Linked DNA regions of Triticum aestivum: region 2 is linked to region 1. The links are chromatin contacts, called in public Hi-C maps. All regions are on one chromosome and are shown on one strand. Each heading gives the region's core, a stretch centred on a gene start, on an enhancer-like site or on the middle of the called end of the contact. The rest is flanking DNA. Distances are from core to core; before and after follow the strand shown.

Evidence for each region. A called contact is a pair of places that touch in the nucleus more often than the background predicts.
Region 2: a contact with region 1 is called in a Hi-C map of leaf, with 5 times the contacts expected there. The contact joins the promoter of LOC123102630 here to the promoter of LOC123102627 in region 1. A contact is called at or near these places in 3 of 5 Hi-C or Micro-C datasets (all in leaf).

The regions. Positions count from the first base shown.
Region 1 is chr5A:131,440,337-131,447,076 of IWGSC CS RefSeq v2.1, reverse strand. LOC123102627 (acyl-CoA-binding domain-containing protein 6) reads left to right here and starts at 1,910. Exons shown (of 15, transcript XM_044524044.1): 1 at 1,910-2,229; 2 at 2,436-2,615; 3 at 2,718-2,795; 4 at 3,010-3,111; 5 at 3,220-3,286; 6 at 3,370-3,431; 7 at 3,553-3,692; 8 at 3,973-4,099; 9 at 4,170-4,284; 10 at 4,458-4,546; 11 at 5,062-5,145; 12 at 5,220-5,366; 13 at 5,435-5,590; 14 at 6,034-6,093; 1 more. The coding sequence starts at 2,224. The coding sequence ends at 6,405. It overlaps LOC123102629, which reads left to right. Exons shown (of 3, transcript XM_044524046.1): 2 at 317-444; 3 at 625-1,133. The coding sequence ends at 912.
Region 2 is chr5A:131,827,371-131,833,676 of IWGSC CS RefSeq v2.1, reverse strand. LOC123102630 (golgin candidate 6) reads right to left here and starts at 3,773. Exons shown (of 19, transcript XM_044524048.1): 1 at 3,601-3,773; 2 at 3,428-3,503; 3 at 3,075-3,127; 4 at 2,811-2,938; 5 at 2,521-2,720; 6 at 2,356-2,429; 7 at 2,202-2,271; 8 at 1,621-1,674; 9 at 1,429-1,524; 10 at 1,225-1,275; 11 at 1,058-1,147; 12 at 817-930; 13 at 654-725; 14 at 369-554; 1 more. The coding sequence starts at 3,490.

The sequences.
Region 1 (6,740 bases), core at 661-3,160:
TGAAAACTGATGGAACATGTAAAGTTTGATGTGCTGTTATACCTCTTCTTTACTCTGCATGATAATAGCTGGCAAAGAACTGATACCCCTTATGAAAAGTTGCGTCTTCTTTTCTTAGGTCCAATGGAACCATAGTTTTTTTTCTTTCTAAATAAGCTTATGGGCTACATCACCATCTTGATTTTGACATAGTCTCAGTGCAAGCTTTATTGGCATTTACCAAAGCACTGTGACCTTGCAATAGGTTTCAAATTGCTGTTGTCAATGTTTCATTTATCAGTGTATGATTTATTTATCTATTGAAAATGCACTGCAGCTGTTACACCATCAACAAAAGATGCCCACGGTGTACTTGTAGAACGTGATCCAAGTTATGATGACATGCTTAAGCACATGGTTGGGAGAATCACTACTAAGCCTGGAGGAAAGCCAGAAATGGGTGAAGTGAGTCATGTGATGTTACATTGTTCTCCCTGGGCTAAAATACCATAGTCCCCTTGATGATTTCATTGCATTGCACTGCATAAACCTATAAAGAGCTGAGCTTAAACAACCATTCTATTGAGTCTGAACTTTCCTTAGTTTTTCGGGAGAAGTGATCTAATCAGAGGCTTGTGCTTGCAGGCTTCCGTCGTAGAGCGATACAACAGGCCGCTTCCTAAGGTGAGAACATCTGAACCCGAACCCGGGCAGAGCAGGCAGCTACCTCCAGGAACCCTGAACGTCGGGCACATCCAGGAGATCATCCAGCTGTACCAAGGAAAGTCCAGTAGCCACCGCGGCCCGATGAGTGTGGACCAGATCGCTTCGAGGTTCAGAGTCGAAGCCTCTGTGGTCCATGGAATCGTGCAGTTTGTCTCGTTGCCGCAGGATGAAGGCACCGAAAAGAAAGACGAACGGCGGGACCTTTGAGCGGATCTGTCAACATGGTGGAGATTGTTCATGCTCCCGAAATGAGTTGCTTAGAGGACAACTGGACAGACAAGTTTCTTCATAGTGTTTTCGTAGGTTTATTTTCTTTCTTGTTGTTGTTGCTACTGCTGCTGCTGAGCTGAAAGCCTGAGATGGTGATGGAAACTGGAAACCGTACATTGCCGTGTTGCCTAAATAAAAATGAGCGTTTTTTATTTTTACATTTTTCGTGTTTTGTCGCATTTTCAAAACGCATATGCCATTTTGGGTCAGTTGTGACGTGGCAAATCGATGGGTCCTACATGTAAAAATAAATCATGCACAGAGATTGTAGTTAGAAATATATTTGTTTTTCAGTTTACAAAGTTGTTTCTAGAAAGAGATATCAGACCTCTCCCAATGCAAAGGTGCTTAGATAAGGTGCTAAGCATATTAAATGCCTACAATGCAAAGGTGCTAAGCTTTTGGGTGCTAAGCTTCATGCATTTAATTCGTTGTAGACTCAGAATTGTGCTTCCACCTAGGTACTCGTTTCTTCCTGGGGTCACCATACTCCATCCGTTTTTATTTACTCTGCATATTAGAGTTGATTGAAGTCAAACTTCGTAAAGTTTGACCAAGTTTATAGAAAACAATAGACATTTATCATAATAAATCTATACGATGTGAAAGTACATTTAATAATAAATCTAATGTTGTTGATTTATTATTGTATATCTTAATATTTTTGTATATAAATTTGGTCAAAGTTTGTAAAGCTTGACTTTGACCAAAGCTAATATGTGAACTAAATAAAAACGGAGAAAGTACTACTCTCTCTCTTCCTAACTACCATGCCACATCATATTTTTTACTTAGTTGGCAACCTTAACACCTGTACAAGATGGAGCATTGGGAGGGGCCTAAGAAGAAAACGAATATTGTTGGCAGGAAATTCTGAGCTGCACTGCACGCATTTGAAGTGACCCACCAGATGTGGAGGAAGCTTCCGTCGCAATCAAACGGTCCCTACGGCCCCGATCTTTGATTCATCTGCACGGATCACGAGGCACGCCGCTCCCCCTCGTCATCTCCCATTGCGCGGGTCGCCGGAGGGTGAAAGCAGCGGCCAGCGGTCCTCTTCCCCTCTCCCCCCGCCAGATCTCGAGGCTTCTAGAAGCTTCTGCCGAAGTTAGAGTGTAGTCCAGATCTCGAACCTTCTAGAAGCCTCCACGGGCCGCGGCCCTCCCCGCCTCCTCCAGATCCCGAGGCTTGGGAGAACGCGAGCGGGGGATCCACGGGACCTTCGACTTCGAGCACCTGCTGCCAGGGATGCCGGTGAGTTGCTCGCACTAGTACATGGGCTCAGTGAATGGCTGTGGCTTCGCTCGGCTGCGTGCTAGCTCGTGATCCCAGCTTTTGGCTGCGTGGCGTCTCTCTCCTGCTTAGTGATGCCACTTAGTGAGCGCTTGTGCTAATCTTCTTGAATTGATCATGACTGATTTGTAATGTATCAACCATGTTTTTCCTTCTCGTCTTGTCAGAGCATACAAGAACCACTGCATTTCAAACCTGAAGAGCCTAAAGTAGTCGTGGCGGAGAACGAGAAGATGGTTGATGTTCAGGACAAGGAGGTCACCATGGAAGGCCTCTGCTCTGTGGCCGCTTACGATCAGTGGACGCCTCTCTCAGTCCCAGGACAGCGTCCCAAACCTCGATACAAGGTCTTTATTTTTATTTATGTAACTTTTATATACCTTATGATCTTGTGCTGGGCTGTTTTCACTTGATGGCTCTGACATACTGGCTCCAATTACCTTCTGCAGCATGGAGCTGCCGTAGTTCAGGAAAAGATGTATGTCTTTGGTGGAAACCACAATGGCCGTTACCTTGGTGACATTCAGGTACACTAGTCATTATGATTCTCAGTGGAAGGGGCTGCTTGTGCCTTCAGCTATGTTACCTGTATTTTTTGTCATTGAATTTCTAGGGAGGAATTGTTACTCCTTTAGTTGAGCCCTAGATTTCCTTAATTACTTGCCTTGGGGGTTACCCCCTGTTCCTATATTTTGAGAAGATGGCACACAACTTAACAATGGAATCCTTCTTTGCTCGAAGGTTCTGGATTTCAAAAGTTTGTCATGGTCAAAGCTAGAAGCTAAAATTCAATCAGAATCGGCTGAACCAGTTTTAGTTGCTCCATGTGCTGGTCATTCACTGGTAATCATCAAGTACTCTTTGTAGTTATCAGTGATGTGAAACTGGTATACTTTCCAATGGTTGTAATTATAACTTTATCAGATTGCGTCTGTCTTCTAATCCCTGTAGATTCCATCCGGAAACAAGATTCTGTCAGTTGCAGGACACACCAGGGAACATACAGAGAGTCTCAGTGGTTAGCCTAATACATCGCTCATTTTTCTCTCTTCTTATCTTGTCATGCCAGAACTTAATATTTTTTACTCAATGTTGTACCAGTAAAGGAGTTTGATCCGCAAACCAGCACTTGGTCAATTTTGCGTACTTATGGGAAGTCGCCGGTATGTATATTTAATCTGTATTTATGCTGTTCAATTGGGTCGCAAGTTTCCACCCCTTTTCCCTGAAGGCTGCTTCTTTTTGGTCAATATGTATCTTATGGTACTTTTCCTTTTTGTTTAGAGCTCACGTGGTGGTCAATCAGTGACTCGTGTTGGGGACACTTTAGTTGTGTTTGGAGGTGAAGGTGGTGGGAGGTCTCTTCTGAACGAGCTGCACGTTCTTGATCTCGAAACCATGACTTGGGATGAATTTGAGAGCACGTAAGTTCTGTGGATTTGGTTTGATCGATGTAAACAAAATGGAGCGGATTTGTTAAAATTGCACAAATGAAGTTAAAAAGTTCTTAGATGGGTATTCTTACATATATATATGTGTGTGGAGAAATAAAATTCAAAGTTATGTGAAAATGCTATAGCACGTGTCACTTGTAGTTGGCAATTATTATACTTTATTTAGAACATGAAATAAAACTTGCAGTAAACGCATTAACCGGCTCTGCTTTTAGGTGCAAGATTGATATCTAACAATTGTTTGTTACAGAGGCACTCCTCCTTCTCCAAGGTCAGAGCATGCTGCTGCATGCTATGCAGACCGGTATCTCTTGATATTTGGTGGGGGATCTCATTCTACATGTTTCAGTGATCTATATCTCCTTGACATGCAAACAGTGAGACTTCTGTCTAGCGCTGGTATTGTACATTTGCAATTCCAAACCAGTCACCTACCGTTAATTGCAGATGGAATGGTCAAGACCAAAGCAGCACGGTATAATTCCAGAACCAAGAGCAGGGCATGCAGGCGTAACGGTTGGCGATAACTGGGTTATCACTGGTGGTGGTAATAGTAAGAAAGGTAAGGTTGAAATATTATGATTTTTTTTACATTACTGCGTCCGTTTGTTTCCGCTATTTGGTAACCTAATGAATGTAGCTCCCTTCCATCTATAATCGGTTATTCCACTTTGTTCCATTTCTAAAAGCAGCTCACAAAACTGTTATCACTCACATGTGCCTAATGCACTGCAGGTGTTCCAGAAACGCTTGTGCTTAACATGTCTACTTTGGTATGGTCGGTTGTTACTAGTTTTGAAGGCCGTGCTCCCCCTACAAGTGAGGTTAGCCATTTTTATTCTTATTTTCAATTTGTAAAGCAATGTGAACTTTTATTTTGCATAACATCGTATATGTTCCGCATAGTTACTTGGAAACTCTCTGAACAGTTTGGATAAATGGAGAAAGGGTCTTTTGGTTCAAGAAGTTCAAATTGAATATTCCAACTAGATTCATGAAAACAATGTTATATGAGTCTAAGCCTTTAAGGAACTCGTAATAGCAAGGTTTACGAGTCGATGAGTCGTTCCGAGGTTGAGACTCATAGACTAAGCGTGAATAATCGACACGAGTCGACACTGAAGTTGTGATTCATAGACTAATCGACACTGAAGTCTAGTCGGCCCTGAAGTTGAGACTCATAGACTAGTCTTGACTAGTCCTTGTACTCATAATCCATGCGTAATAGTGAAGTTAACATGGTCGTACTGCTAACTGTAATTATAATATTAGTTAATTGTGATTCTATGGTGTTATGCACCCAAGCTGTCGCTGATCTCCGTAATCTCCTTCACCACAGGGATCGAGTTTAGTACTTCACACAATTAATGGAGAAGACTTTCTGTTGTCATTTGGAGGATACAGTGGACGTTACAGCAACGAGGCATGTTCCTCTGTCATCAGTTTAATTTTTCTTATCTATATCTTTATATTTAGATGAGCATTCTTTGTATTTAGGTTTATGCTCTGAAGACAAGTCTCAGACCAAGTGTGTCGTCTTCACGAATAGATGAAGTCGAGACAAATGGCATGACCCCATTATCTGCAGAAGTAAATTCTAGCAGGGGACCAATATTCGAAATTGAAGAACTTCGAGATGACAAGGTAATATCTTAAGCTTGTGGCTGCTTGTTGAAACCATGGTTAACGCTTTTTCTCTCTGTCATTTTCAGAATAACAAGGGAGTAGATATCAGCAAAACCTTGGTGCAAGCAGTAAAGCATGAGAAGAGCCAGGTAGAAGAAAAACTTGAACAGGAAAAGCTGCAGAGCTTCCACCTGAAGAAGGAACTAGCTGATGTAGAGAACAAAAATGCGGAGCTTACTAAGGTAAGCTATAGCACACTCACGTAATTGTTTCAGGAAATTCCATAATTTTTCCTAGGGCACTACTACTTGTGTGCTGAAGTTATCTGTAATATAATCTCCATATAGAATTAGTCAGTTCTTTTTTATGATTTCTATTCAAATATCTAAGGCCCCGAGCTTCAGAAAATCAAACTCAAATCACTGTATCTCAGGAATTATAGGTTGTCAGCATAGTAGCATTATTTTTCATATGTTTATGCTTGAATTGGAGTCTCAAAGGTGAAGCCTCAGTTTATCAAACAGAACCTTACAGTGAAAAACATTTACACACAGAGAGAGAAGTATACCAAGGTGGAAATGAAATAGCGTCAGTTTGTGTGTTAGGACTATGCTCTCTTACTTTTCAAGAAGAAACTTTCCCTAAGCTCAATGTGATCAAGTTTTATGTGCTGTCTGCTGTGCAGGAACTCCAGTCAGTCCGCGATCAACTCTCCGACGAAGCAGCGAGGGCTTCCAAACTCGAGGTACGTAAAGGTTCTTCGGGAAGGGTCAGAAACCATGCTCTAGGTTTTGATGAGTTTGTCGAATACGAAAATAGAGAACTCCTTCACATTCTTGGGATAGGAGTGATGATGATATGAGTTTTCCCTTTGCCGAATTGGCAGGATGGAGTTTCAGAGATTCAACAACGGCTGCAGAAGATGGAAACCCTTGAAAAGGAGTTCGAATTGCTTCGGAGTGAAAGGGGTGGCGGGTCTGACAAATCAGGTTCAGGCAGCAACAAGAGGCCCGGCAGCGTGGGCTTCCGGAGGTGGTATGGAGATGACGAGCGCTGAAGCAGGGACTCTTCTCTAGGGTCGCATTCTTCCATTTTTGGTCGGTTTCTGATCATATATATTTTTCGGTTAATCCAGTACTGAGGCTTATATGAAAAGCTTGAAAATCATTTTGTAAAGGAAAAGACTGAAAGTATATTTTCTTACGAAGATCAAATGCCAAGAACCTCAGAAACTTGAAAGTGTTACATTCTGGGGAGTATATTTTTTCTTGAGTTATATTTCCCAGCGTTGTTTGTTTGTGTTTGAACATGGCATCACAAAAGCATATTGGTAACTTAGGGTATTACCCTGCTGAAGCAGGTATTCTTCTATAGGGTCATGTTCTTTCATTT
Region 2 (6,306 bases), core at 2,524-5,023, 380 kb before region 1:
CCCATTGTACTAAATGCAACAGAAGGACCATAGACTAACCTTCCAAATGGCATGTCACTAGAAGCACCATGGGTAGCAGTTCCTTGGTTTGGATGTGGAGCAATAGTTGATGCTAATAATGCCTGGCCATTGGGATTTGTCTGTTCCATAAAGAGAAAACTCCTACTTATTATGTGCTTACACATACTGATATGCCAAAGGAGACCAAAAATTTAGCAGAAAGAATAGCCAATATTCTACTTAAGTTATAACTGAAAATGTGACCAAAATGATGAAAAATACTAATTGCCTCATTTAATGTCTCCTTATCTCCTTACTAACATGTTCATGATTATTTGAACCAGCAAAAATATCAGGAAAAAGATCACCTCGCAGAAACACTTGAAGACATAATCAGCAGCAACAAATTCCTGTGCTACAGAGGTTCGCAGGATTATAGCTAAGATCGCATTCAGTGCAGGCTGAACATGAGGTTCTTCCCCGACTTGCTTGCTTGCAAGAGAATCGAGATTTTGAGGATGTCTTAGTACCAAGCTGCCAATACACCGCAATGCCTGGAAAAAATGAACAGTGTACAAACATCCAACAACACAACTTAGTAAAACTATCATACATATAGTTGCATGGTACCTCAACTGTTATAAGGGACTCACCGTACAGCAAAGAGCTACAGGGGCCCACTGACTCTCAACGCCCAATAATAGAAGATGGTCAAGAATGTTTCTCTGTCATTTATTAGTAAAGCCCATATGATGAAACTTACTTCAATGTTATAAGGTAGACAACTAGAAAAGATATAAAGGGAGAAAAGGGTACCTGAGCTAGTGCAGTTTGATTGGTGATCTTGCTAGTATCTTTACCTGTTTCACCCGGTGGGCCCCCCATCAAAAGCAGTTCGACAGTATGTAAGGCACCGAGAAGATTTACCGTCTAAAGAGACAAGAGTTTTAACTTCAGCGAAGTATTGTTAATACAAGCTTTTTGGGCCAAACAGAACTACTTGTCAGTTTGAGTAATCTATCTGTGAGGCTATATAGGTGATTTTATAATGGTGTACCTTTTGTTGGGTAAAATTGAATGCACTGCCTCTCCTAATCTTTAGTATTGATATCAATGGGTCAAAGCCCATTGTCTCTTTCAAAAGCATCTGATATTAGCACAAAGTAATGTCAATGAAAATATGACCATCTAACACTTCAAAACAATTGTTTGATAGAAACATACCTGATTGGACGCATTGTTCCGTATTAAATTATTTAAAAGTTCAAGGCAATCCTGCTCCACAAAAAAGAACAGATTAGCAACAACAAAGTTTTATACAAATTGAAAAACAGCTTTCAAATGGAAACTGAACAACCAGAACTTTTAGACAATTCGGGTACACAATGGATCAGATCAGATCATATAATATGATTCCTGGATAATCACCTGAACAACGACGCCTCCATCAGAAAATCCCTCCTCCCCAATAATGCTAAACAACTTCTCAAATGCACCCTCAAATACAACAATTTTTTGAATTTCCTGAAAGGGTGAATTACCAGTCATTTAGTATTACACATATAGGTTCGAATTGATATCTGGAACATAATAAATCAACCAAGAATATGAGAGAGTAACCTCTGCGTCTCTGGTCAGATAAGTAAGAAGTAATAGTGCTTCATTCCTTATGACCTTCAACATGCATCAAAGATACCCATATGAGCTATATAACCAGGCAAGTAAAGAAACAAAGCAATAAAAATATGTTATAAATTGATGATGCTGGATTGCTGGGAACTCAACAATAACTTAGCATGACTTGTGGATTGCACCCATCAGAAAGTAATTTCAGCATTAACTGCATTTTTTAGCTTTTTCAAATAATTAACCCATGCTGCAGCCTAAGATAGAGGAGGTGCTACTGGAGTAAATAACATCTAATAATATAATTTATTTGTGACAGCACGTATATCAACTCCTTCAGAAGAACAGATAAGGGTCCAAATCAACATGATTGTACATCTCTACTTCATGTTGTAAATCAAAGTCATGCTGCTAACTGATTTCACACATTGTAACCATAAACCGTTTCCACATGCATTAGACTACTACTGCATGGATAACTTAGGATAAGCAAAACTGATATTAGCACAATAGATATGTCTGGATAGCATGTGTGCTTCTTTAGAGGAAGAGGGGAAAAGAGGTTGGTGCTAAACCTCGCGGTCCATAAGCATGTCCATTAAAACTGTTATGCCACGGGGAATTAATAGAATTGCCTCCTGTAATCTGAAACACCAAAAGGATAAAAAGGAGTTAAAAAGGTTTAAAGTGTAGTGGATGCATCCCAACAGAAAAAGACTTACTGGGCACCTTTTCAACGAGTTTGTAAGTAACGCTGTTAAAAGCTGGATTGTGTAATATCGCACATAGAAATCCTCCTCTGTCTTTGAACCAAACAGGAGGGAGAAATAAATCATGACAGATGAAGCAGGTAAAGCGAGTTACATGCAGTAAAAGCAAAGAATGTAAACTCACCAGTAAGCTCAAGAGAAGAGAAATATTGTCTGTTTCTCGAGAAAGCAAATCAGAGTTCATTGATGCCGGTTGGACCTCAGTTTTCAGTCCCTGTGACGTCTCAATAGGAGTCAGCGCGCTCACAAGGGTTTCTAGGGCACCTCTGACGAGCTCAACATCCTCACGGTCTTCTTTCAAAACGTTGAGAAGGACAGGGAAGCCTATTTTGCAAATTAGCAAGAATGTATCACACATCAGTCGCTCATAGAGATGAATGTACAAATACCAAGGACCCAAGTGAAATGATATACCCATAGCTCCAAAAGACATCTGAGCCGAACGGCTCTCCGCCACGAGGGACTGTAGCTCAGTCATGGCAGACCTCCTATCATCAGGCATCGTGCCGTTGCTTATGCGGTCAAGGAATCTCTCGACGTAGCTGTACAACATAATGCAGTTAGAGGGTCACTCGCTAAAAGTGGCATATGCCAATCAGGTGCTATGTTTTTCAGGCAACAATAGGCCTAAAAGTATGATTACACGACTGAACACAAATTTCATGCCGAATTGCCTACCTATCTTCCTTGGACTCGGACGCCTCGTTGCCGAAAACGAATCCCCCAATCCCCTGTGAGACAACACCAACAGAACATGGAGTTAATAAACATCAAACTTGCTCCACCAACCTGTGATGAAATCATGGCATCACATTGGCCCAACTGCTACTAGAGCACGAGCTCCAACGGAATGAAGCATTCCATGCTAAAAAACGGAAAAAAAATACATAACACCCTATGAGACTAGAACTCGTTCATACGACCGGCGAAACGCCTCGTCGGGCTCCGACCTAGGGTGCGTCGGTGACAGGGAGGAGCAGGAGCGGTCGGGGACGGGTTCGATTAAGGTCGTGGGGGGAGGGGGTGTGCACCTGCATGATATTTTTTCCTGCGCTTCCGGCGAAGCCCCGAAGGTTGATCGACCGGGATTCCATGGATCGCGAGCGCCTGTGTGGAGTAGCGAGGGACAGTTAGCCGGATCGTATAGGTTGAAGAAGACTTAGCAGACACAGTGCGTATTCTTGGGAGGGAAGGCGGTTCTAACCTGGGAACCGAGAAAGATCGCCGCGGCGGCGGCGGCGGCGGAGGTGAGGTGGAGACTGGAGATCGGGGGGGTGGACGGGGAAGCAACCAGGGAGGGGTGGGGAGGCAGGCTGGATGGAGTCGGGGTCACGGGGGATTTTGGTTTGCTTGCTGAGGTGACGTGGCATACCTCCTCCACTGTTTGCACCGAAGCAAGAGCAACCGTGGAAATGCTTCCACGCTCTCGCTCACAAGGGTTTCTAGGGCACCTCTCACAAGCTCTAAGGGTGTGTTTGGTTGCTGTGACCAGATAGAACGTCATGGGTCCGACCCGTTCCCACAGCTCATTCCCGCGTATGGTTAGTCGAACAAATCAGAACCCACTCGTCTCAGGGAATGGAATATTCGCTCATTATCCGGAATCGAGGCATACCTCGAAATCGACCGAACGACAGGGCCCACGCCCGTACCCTATCCTCTCGCAACTCCTTGCACTAGCGTCGCCACCCTCCCACATCTCCCTTTCTCTCGATCTGCCTTCTCCATTCCTCCCCGGCGCTGACTTCACGTTCCTCCCGTCGTCTCCTCTGTGATGGCGCGCATCTGCACCTTGGCGGCGACCTAGCAGCAGCGAGCCAGCGACGAAGCAGCGGGGCGGTTACCACTCAGGAGGCGGCGACGAGAGAGCAGGGAGCGACCGAAGGTGCTGCCGCAAGGTCTGGATCGGCGGCGGCCATGTACGGTTTCCACTACCCGTTTGTATATCTTTGTATATGTTCATGTTTGGGCAGATTTTATTTCATGTACGCTCCTCAATTTGTTTCATATATATATGTGCTTCTGTGCACTACCCAGATCCATGGTTATCCAATTTTTACTTCAATATGTGCTGCTGTGTACAACCTAGATCCATGGTTACAAGTCATTGCTAGCCATATTTTTGATAGTATGCATCATTTGTACATGGTCACGAAGACCACGTTCATGTGAAATCTGGTGGAAGCCGCTGCTTTTGTTGCACTAGTCGCAACGTCAGTCATTGTTCGGCTATAATAAGGAAGGGAAGACCTCATTCATATGAAATCTGGTGGGTTCAAGCTTGTGGCTGAAGCTCTTGTGAAATTTGAAAGAATTTGATGGCTGAAGCTTGTGGCTGAATCTGACGGGATGTAGTCTCCAATTTAAAAGAATTTGATGAAGAGCTCATGTATGATTTGTATGTGAACTCATGTATGGCTGATTGCTTTTGGATGATTTGTATGTGAACTCATGTATGGCTAATTGTTTTTGGATCTGATGGATGAACTTGCTACCTTCTGTTAAGTTTGTGCCTGGTTTATGTCATATATGTGTGATTTTTGTCGATATGTATGTTGTCGTGCTGTTTTTCTTCAAAATACAAATGAAATGCTGCCAAAATTTTGAATTTTAGGTGGTTCAATTTTTCATACCGTCTCTCTAACCAAACACCGGAACGGAACCAACCCGTTCCGCTTTTTTGTTGGTACCAAACACGGGAATAGAACGAACCCGTTCCTATGGAATGGAACCATTCCATTCCGTTCCACTTGGTTCCTCAACCAAACACACCCTAACATCCTCTCGGGTCTTCGGCTTCGGTGGCGAGTTCGATGAGCTTGATATTTTAGTATTTTGAATTAATTTTCGATTCGAGGAAATTGGATTTGAGGTTTTTCACGACGAGCTATATACCTTATGAGACAAGCAGACCCTTCCGAGGACCAATCATGGGTCCCAGCTGATAGTCTTCGGACACACCGCTCCTTAGGGTCCCACTGTTCATATGTCTAATCAAAAGACAAAAGAGTCATGATGGCCCCGAATTCTACTTTAGTGGCACCATCAACGCCTGTCTCGATCTATGTACGCACATAAGGCACGACACCTGGGAAACACGCGGATTTACCGCTGCAAGACTCAGCGTCCTATTACCCCGCGACCAAGTTTTTTTCCATATAAAGTAAAGGAAATGCGTCAAAGATTTCACATCCTTTCCACTCGTTCCATTGCCTTCACGCGGATCTCGTCTCCTTTCTCACCTCCATTGCTGCTTCGAAAGCTCAACATAATGGGGAACATCCCTAGCTCGTCAATTCGCCCCGCCGGTCCCCTTGAAGCAGAGTGGAAAAGTTGCTTGGTTGCTCAAGGGAAATTGAATCGTCTTGCTACCCGGGGATACCTACCTGACCTAGAATTTGCGTGGATTCGGCCTGGCTTGGTTGCTTTGGACGACGACCTGCTCAATGATAATTTCCCGGCGCTGTAGGTTGACGAGCGGGTAAGCTTCGTCCAGGGGCTAGGCTTTCCAATCCACCCCTTCCTCCAGGTCCAGGGTCTCCTGAAGTTTTATGGGATCCAACTCCATCACCTCACGCCCCACTCAATCCTTCACATAGTCGGCTACGTCGCTTTATGTGAAGCCTTCCTTAGTGTAAAACCCACTTTGACCTGTGGTGCAAGTACTTTTGCTTGGTCCCGCATATTCGGGACAACATCATCTTTGAGGTAGGGGGCGCCGAGGTGTGCCGAATTGCTGGGGTTGGGTATCTTCCAAGCACCCCTAAGGAGGACAGCGAGACCTGGCAACACGAATGGTTCTACATCTTTGACGTTCCACTCGAGGATCCTCTTCGGCAAGGGCTTCCTCCCTTTACTCCTGGTCCTCCAAAAGAGTGATACAACTGTCATCCGAGGACTCAAGCCCGAG